Regions from separate parts of the Salmo salar genome. Here region 2 is linked to region 1. Evidence: chromatin contacts called from public Hi-C data. All regions are on one chromosome and are shown on one strand. The core of a region is the stretch at or near the end of the contact, and the rest is flanking DNA. Distances in the headings are between cores, read along the strand shown. Region 1 holds the start of LOC106565962 (forkhead box protein J3). Region 2 overlaps LOC106565962 (forkhead box protein J3).

What was found. Hi-C and Micro-C count contacts between places; a contact is called where the count stands out from the background.
Region 2: a Hi-C map of muscle shows a contact between it and region 1, with 5 times the contacts expected there. The contact joins the enhancer-like site here to the promoter of LOC106565962 in region 1. A contact is called at or near these places in 2 of 3 Hi-C or Micro-C datasets (gill and muscle).

What each region holds. Positions count from the first base shown.
Region 1 is chrssa12:83,415,860-83,420,097 of Ssal_v3.1, forward strand. It overlaps LOC106565962 (forkhead box protein J3), which reads left to right and starts at 1,658. Exons shown (of 12, transcript XM_014133654.2): 1 at 1,658-1,887.
Region 2 is chrssa12:83,566,515-83,570,521 of Ssal_v3.1, forward strand. LOC106565962 (forkhead box protein J3) reads left to right here. Exons shown (of 12, transcript XM_014133654.2): 5 at 41-142. Among protein-coding and RNA genes, the nearest start is that of LOC106565961, 14 kb to the right of the region's middle. Within about 2 kb of position 2,572, at least 1 of the 13 cell types and tissues checked has an H3K27ac peak or open chromatin away from gene starts, as enhancers often do. A contact at or near this core is called in muscle, where this site is marked.

The sequences.
Region 1 (4,238 bases), core at 408-2,907:
GAAGGGAGTGGTACACAGCGTTGTACAAGATATTCAGTTTCTTGGCAATTTCTCTCATGGAATAGCCTTCATTTCTCAGAACAAGAATAGACTGATGAGTTTCAGAAGAAAGTTATTTGTTTCTGGCCATTTTGAGCCTGTACTCGAACCCATTGGAAGACAGGAGTGATGGTTGCTGATAATGGGCCTATGTAGATATTCCATAGAAAATCTGCTGTTTCCAGCTACAATAGTCATATACGACATTAACAATGTCTACACTGTATTTCTGATCAATTTGATGTTATTTTAATGGACAAAAAATGTGCTTTTCTTTAAAAACAAGGACATTTCTAAGTGACCCTAAACTTTTGAACGGTAGTGTAGGTCCAAGAGGCTTGTAAACAGCTTCTACCCCCAAGCCAAACTTTTGAATGATAGTGTACATAATACCTAAATTACCTCAAATACATCGTACCACTGCGCATTGACTAGGTACCGGTACTCCTTGTGTATATAGTCTCATTATTCTTATTTTATTGTGTTACTATTTCCTTTTCAATTTTTTGCACGTTTTTCTTACTTTACACTACATTGTTGGGAAAGGGCTCGTAAGTAAGCATCGTAAAGTCTACACCTGTTGTATTCGGCGCATGTGACAAATAAAATGTTATTTGATTTACTCTGATTACATACAAAGAGTCTACACATTAACCTGAAGTGAAACAAATGGCAACCGCACAATAACACAGTGACCAGCTACTGTATTGACAACGTGGTATCTATGTCTCCATATTTGGCTATGGCTAGATTCAACACACAATGTAATTGTAGATCATTTGCTTATTCCCATCACATATTTGTGATGGGAAATATGATTGGCAACCTGTTTGCAGCTCAAGTGAAGCATTTTCAATGAGAACCCACTGGAGGCTCTGTTTTCCAACCGAAAACTGTATGAGGAAGCTGAAATACTGTATATACTGTACTAATAGTGATCAGACATTTTTGATTCCAGCAAAGTATGAATTGACCAAAAATGTCAATACATGTCTCATAACGTGAACATTACTAAGATAGTGCTCCATGTAGAAGACTAGAGGCAGGTAGCCTAGTGGTTAGAGCGTTGGACTTGTAACCAAAGATCGAATCCCTGAGCTGACAAGGTAAAAATCTGTTGTTCTGCCCCTGAACAAGGCAGTTAACCCACTTTTCCTAGGCTGTCATTGAAAATAAGAATTTGTTCTTAACTGACTTGCCTAGTTAAATAAAGGTAAAATAAAATAAAATAAAAATAGATGCTGCTAACAACAGTATAATCTGAAGTCAAGGAAATAGCAAAATTAATAATTTCTTGCAATTAAATATTACCTCTTGTTGTACTGTCATAACTCCTGTAGTAAGGTTATTAATAGCTTAGAACACTATTTTTTTATTATAATGATGAGTGTTGTTATAATGATGATGTGTTGTTTTATTGCTATTATTGTTGTTGTTTTATTAAAGTAGTTGTAGCAGAGAGAGAGAGAGAGAGAGAGAGAGAGAGAGAGACGACAGGGAGGGGACTAGTTTGTGTGGCTGTGTACATCGTAGAGTGCAGTAATATAGCCAGTGCAGTTTGTAATCGGCATCATTCTCGAATTGTGTTGGAAGTAGTTCCGGGTATTTTTGTGTAGCAAACGACAGAGTCCCGGATGTTGGTTGTCGAGAGGAAGGCGAAAGGGAAAAGGCGGAGAAGCCGAAGAGGGACACCACGGGCACATCAGTGAGGGCACAGCGGGTCTAATCTAGGACAAACGCCAGAGAATAGGCACCTGAGGGACTTTCTTGTTGAAGATCAGGTGGAAGAGGAGTGGGCAGTTACTTCAACACTTCCCTGGACAAAGGCAACGACCATATATACCCAGGGTAAGTGAGCTGTAAGAACATGGGAATGGAAGTTGAACTGAGGCCCATGAAATGGACGACTTTCATGGGGAAGTGAGCTGCACTGAAGTTCTGGGGATTGAGTTCAGAAATCAGGGCCTCTTGTCAGTTTTCTTTTTGCTGGGACGGAGCCTATGGGGACATCATTAGTAACGATCCAGGTAGCTCGTTGCCAATGAACTAACATGATAGCATGGGTCATCATTTTAGCTACGTTAGCTAGCTATAACTCTCGAACTTGACAGCTAGCTATCTAGCTAACGTTAGCTTGCTAGCACCATTGATAACTGAGCAACTTTGACAGCTAGCATTCGTCTTCCACATCTTTAACTAGCCAGTTAGCTAGCTACCAAGCCATGTTGTGAAGAAAACCGAACCTCTTTTGACATGGTGTGTTGCTAGCTATAATATTAGCCAGCTGTTTAGCCTTGCTTCTGTAACGTTAAGTGGCAAATGTAAGATAATTTGGGAATTTTCAGGTTAATCCAAACTGTCACACGCTCTGTGGTTAGATTGACTGGTTGGTCAACTTGGTCCCTCACACCTCATTAACTGTTAGAATGCGGTTCGTAGTCTGATTGTGGGATTTCCCCATATAACGATGGTAGCTAGTCTAAAACAATCCAATTTGATGTCTAATAAAAAAACGAATGCATTGGCAAAATGTCACTGGCTAGTTTGGCTACTAAGAATCATGAAAGCACTTGAGGGCAAGGCTGTGTTGATTCAGGTTCTAGTATTTTATTTGCACAATTTTGGAAACTTAATCCCACAAAAAGAGATCAGGTCTGGTTTGTCTTAATCACCCGTTCTTTAAATAGCAGCTACAGTGCTGTCTGCATGCACATGCAGCCCTGAAACTGCTGTTGAAGTTGTTCTGTTTTCAATAATGACTTGAGTCATTTATTTTATTTCACCTTTTATTTAACCAGGTAGGCCAGTTGAGAACAAGTTCTCATTTACAACTGCGACCTGGCCAAGACAAAGCAAAGCAGTGTGACAAAAACAACAACACAGAGTTCCACATAAACAAACGTACAGTCAATAACACAATAGAAAAATCTATGTACAGTGTGTGTAAATGTAGGGAGGTAAGGCAATAAATAGGCCATAGTGGTGAAATAATAAAAATGTAGCATTTACACTGGAGTGATAGATGTGCAGATGATGATGTGCAAGTAGAGATACTGGGGTCCACGGAAGGATTGTTGTATGGCACTGAAGCTCGTTTGGAGGTTTGTTAACACAGTGTCCAAAGAAGGGCCAGATGTATACAGAATGGTGTCGTCTGCGTAGAAGTGGATCAGAGAATCACCAGCAACATGTATGTATGTATGTATGTATGTATGTATGTATGTATGTATGTATGTATGTATGTATGTATGCGTGTGTGTATGAGAGAGAGAAAAGTCGGCCCGAGAATTGAACCCTGTGGCAGCCCCATAGGGACTGCCAGAGGTCCGGACCACAGGCCCTCCGATTTGACACACTGAACTCTATCTGAGAAGTAGTTGGTGAACCAGGCGAGGCAGTAATTTGAGAAACCAAGGCTTTTGAGTCTGCCGATAAGAATGTGGTGATTGACAGAGTCGAAAGCCTTGGCCAGGTCGATGAAGATGGCTGTACAGTACTGTCTTTTATCGATGGTGGTTATGGTATCGTTTAGGACCTTGAGTGTGGCTGAGGTACACCCATGACCAGCTCGGAAACCAGGTTGCATAGTGGAGGGGGGGCTTGAGCAAGTTGCTGCAGGGGGTGCTGAACTGTTGGTAGGGGTAGCCAGGTGGAAAAGCATGGCCAGCTGTAGAAAATTGCTTATTGAAATTCTCGATTGTCGTAGATTTATCGGAGGTGACAGTGTTTCCTAACCTCAGTGCAGTGGGCAGCTGGGAGGAGGTGCTCTTATTCTCCATGGACTTTACAATGTCCCAAGTTCTGTTTGAAAAAGCTAGCCTTGGCTTTCCTAACTGACTGAGTATATTGGTTCTTGACTTCCCTGAAAAGTTGCATATCGTGGGGGCTATTCGATGCTAATGTAGAACGGCACAGGATGTTTTTGTGCTGGTCAAGGGCACACAATTCTGGGGTGAACAAAGGGCTATATCTGTACTTAGTTCTACATTTTTTGAACGGGGCATGCTTATTTAAGATGGTGAGGAAAGCACTTTTAAAGAGCAACCAGGCATCCTCTACTGACAGGATGAGGTCAATATCCTTCCAGGATACCCGGGCCAGGTCGATTAGAAAGGCCTGCTCGCTGAAGTGCTTTAGGGAGCGTTTGACAGTGATGAGGGGTGGTCGTTTGACCGCAGTCCCATTACGCACACAGGCAG
Region 2 (4,007 bases), core at 1,322-3,821, 150 kb after region 1:
TTAGCTAAAAGTAATACTTTTGCCTCCCTCCCTCCCCCAGGCTTCTACACCGTACAGCCTGGAGTCGGAGTCTTTGGGAATGGACTGTATGATCTCTGGAAGTGCCTCTCCAACTCTGGCAATCAACACTGTGACTAACAAGGTACCTACCCAGCATGCACCTGCACACACTGCACCACCCTGACCCCTCCTTCCTCCCTCTGCCCACCCACTGCTTGTTCCTCACTGAGAGTAGCACTCAACCGACACACACACACACACACACACACACACACACACACACACACACACACACAGCTTGTTCCTCACTGAGAGCAGCACTCAACCGGGATATATCACACACACACACACACACACACACACACACACACACACACACACACACACACACAGCACCACAACAACAGGGGATTACTCATTGTGTTCAATATGATATTGATGTTGAGTATGGTATTGAGTATCGTGATGATAACCCTGGTATTGGTATGGAAATCAAAATTCTGGTGTCGTGACAACACTACTCTACACACACCTGAAAGTTCATGGAAGATGCCCAGTCCTTTTCTGGTCTGTCCATGAGATGTGGTTGGGTTGCCTAGCCTGACGACTCACACTAAAGTCATCATTGAAGTCGTTTGTGGTGACGATGGGTGTTGTACTAAACAAAGTAATCCATTTGATCGTCTCTAACAAATCAGAGTATCAAAGTCAAACCGCCGCTTTATCCTTGCGTCTTCTTGACCAATCAGACGTCTCCGAATGTGTTCACATTTGGTGAGGGGTCAGGCAAGTACTCAGATCCAGATTCGTTGTGGAGAAGAAACTAACGTCCACAGGCGTGCCGTAGCGTTTGGCTGGAGGAGTCTGGGTAGCCTGGCAAGACATTACTGTGTGTGTGGATGTCTGTTGCCGTATAACCCTCACTGCAGAGAAAGAGCGGGAGAAGCCACAGGGACTGCAAGCTGTTGGCGTTGAATACGCTGTTCACTCTGAAATTGAAATAGGCTTTTTAACCTTAAGCCCTCTCCTCTGGGCCCAGTGGGGGCAGCTCTCTGGAGTACTTTTAAAAAGCCTACAAGAGTCGCTCATTCATTTACTGCAGCGGGCGTAAAAAAATACTGTGTTTTATATAAACGGTGGGAGGGGGGTGCTTTGGGGTAGAGTACTTGAGGGTGGGATGTGTGAGAAGAGGAGGGTGTGTGTGGTCTTGCTCTTCTACCCTCGTGGGGACCTGAAGTCCCCACAAGGATAGTAAAATGAGGAAAATTCTCCATCGTTGGGACATTTCCGCAATCCCGACGACAACAAAGGCTATTTTGGGGTTTAGGTTTTGGGCTTAGGGTAAATAGGATTTTGAAAGGAAATACATTTTAGGGCCTCACGAGAATAGAACCGCGTATCTGACTGCGTGTGTGTGCAGTAAGGGGGAGTGGTGTGTGTCTGCCCTTTCGGAAGGAGGACTGTCTTTGGCGTGTGAGACGGGCTAGGTGGTGCCCCTGGAAACACACACACACACACACACACTTGTCTTTCCTACTCTCATCTCAACAAATAATCACTTGTCATCGATTTGCTGGGAAAATTGAGGTTTCAAACCTCAGTTGGTCATTTAACACGGACATCCTCCATAGATAAGTTTGATTTCACACATAAGAATAATGGAAAACAAAACCCCAAAAATTCTGAACATCCCTGCTTCAGGCAAGGATACAGCGGGGCTGTGTTTGTGTGACGTTATGAGTGTCTTTTGTTCTCCTGATTGTAACTGTTGCTATGATAAAGCATAGTGGAGAAGCAGCAGCGGATCTGAGCCCTACTCCTGAGAGAGCTTGTTTCTCACTGTGTTACACTGTAAACATACAACTGGCCACGCCTCTTTTGGTGCACTGTGCCAAACCACAGGAATTCCCTCTTTCTCTCCCTCTTTCTCGCTCTCTATTTTCCCTCTCTATCTCTCATGTTCCTGCCTTCTCTGAGAGGCCAATGGGAGGCTGTGTCAGGACTACAGAACCAGTGAGAATCCCAACACTGTCTGTTAGACGTGCCTTCAAGTCTCCCCTGCCTTTCATTCTCTCTCTCTCTCTCACACACACACACACACACACACACACACGTTTTAAAACATTTTTCTCTGGTCTATTCTGAGGTAGCTGTTTGTAATGGTTGTGAATGAGACAGAAGTCTGGCATTAGAGCGTGATAAAGGAAGGGGGATTGTAGGAAGAAGTGTGTGTTTACTGAGGAAACGTCTGGCCCTGTGCTTTGCTTCTCTTTCTCCCTCTTAAATCCTGTGAGCAGGGATTCTGCTGAACACTGGCAGGCATTGTTAAAGACATCTGGGTGAATCTCGCTTTGATTTCATAATCCAAGTCTCATGCTCCAGATTAGAGTCTTATGTAAAAGACACCTGGCTTTTTACTTAATTTACTGCTAAGAATAGAACACACACTAACTCCTGCTAGTTGCTAGCACCAAACACGGATCAGGATTTACTGTGGCAGGAGCTCCTGCCTGTGTGAGCATGCTTGTCTTTGTGGGACTGGATGACTTTGTGTGTGTGAGAGACATGATGACTGGGTTTTGGTCTGTGACTGTGTGGCGTGCTGGAGTGGGCGTCTTGACTCTGGGGTCTGTGTAAACCACAGAGCAGTGAGGTCTGGAAATCATCACACTGGATGAGGGGACTAAAAATAGATTGGTGGTTTAAGACTTCATTACATGTAACATTTATATTTCTGCAGCGCGCTGTTTGATTAGCATTGTAGTGCTGATTTCGAGACGTGCCTAAGCCCTCAGTCTTAGCTGCTCATTGATTTCCTCCTTCACGCTAATGAACACTGGAGCCCAGCCCACACTGAGTGGTGGAAGGCAACAGTCGACTAATTAGCTTCTCTTTCATCCCTTCCCCCACCAAACATTCACTACTACACTGGATCCAACACTCTCTCATCTGACTGTTATTAAAGCACAACATTTTTGTGTCATTTTCTGGCAGAGTGAGAGCCCACAATGACTCACTACAGAGGGAGAGTGCTGTGTGTCAGGATTAGTGTCAGGACAAGTTTGCGTATAAAAAATAACATGACGGATTTCAGTTTTGCTTATCTTTTTCAACATTAAATGCATTATGAAATAATGACTAATTATTTTAGTGGAAATTCCAAAATGAACATTGAATTGCCAAAACATTGAAAACACTCTCTTTGTCAGGTCCACATTGGGTAGACGTCAATAGAAAAAGAGGACATTACTATGAAATAATATTTCAGTTGTGTGTATTACTTGCTTTTATTTGATGGTGTTATTATTTTTCATTATTTAAAGCCATCTCATCTCTTCTCAGGCAGTAGCAGGCAGCCAGCCAGCCAAACATACATGTAACGTTCTCTGTACTCCCCATACTGGACTCTCTTTGAGTCATCCTATTTAGCTAGGCTAGCTTGCTAGCTAGTAGCTGCTTAAATATGCTGCATAGTTGTCGAAACGTGGTAATTAGCTACTATGGAATTCAAGTAATTGAACTAACGTTTGTCAATTAGTTGTTTAATACCCCCCCCACCCACCCCACCAAAAAAAAAGTTGGTTAATTGCTCAGCACTAGTCAGTGGCTGTACTCAAACTGCCTATATAACAGTAACATGGGGCAGCAGCCAGATCTGGGTTCAAATGGTATGTTTTCTTTCAAACACTGAGCGGATGATTAAGCCTGCCTGGTTTGACAGATTTGCCGGGTTTTCACTTTTGTGATTATTCCGTTGGTTCCATTGTGCCAGGCAAGCTCAATCAAGCACAAGTACTATTTGAGCTCAGATCTGGAGGTCAGTCAGACCTAGACTTGTCTCTGGACTCAGAAAGCAGAGCGGCCTTCATGTCCTGCTGCTGCTGTGTGTTAGACTGAGAGAGAGGGTGCAGGCAGGGCCACAGCCACTCAGCCTGATGAGCAGAGCCCTGGCCGGACACTGGGCAAGACTGAGCACACATCACCAGCACCATCCAGGCTGTTGGTGC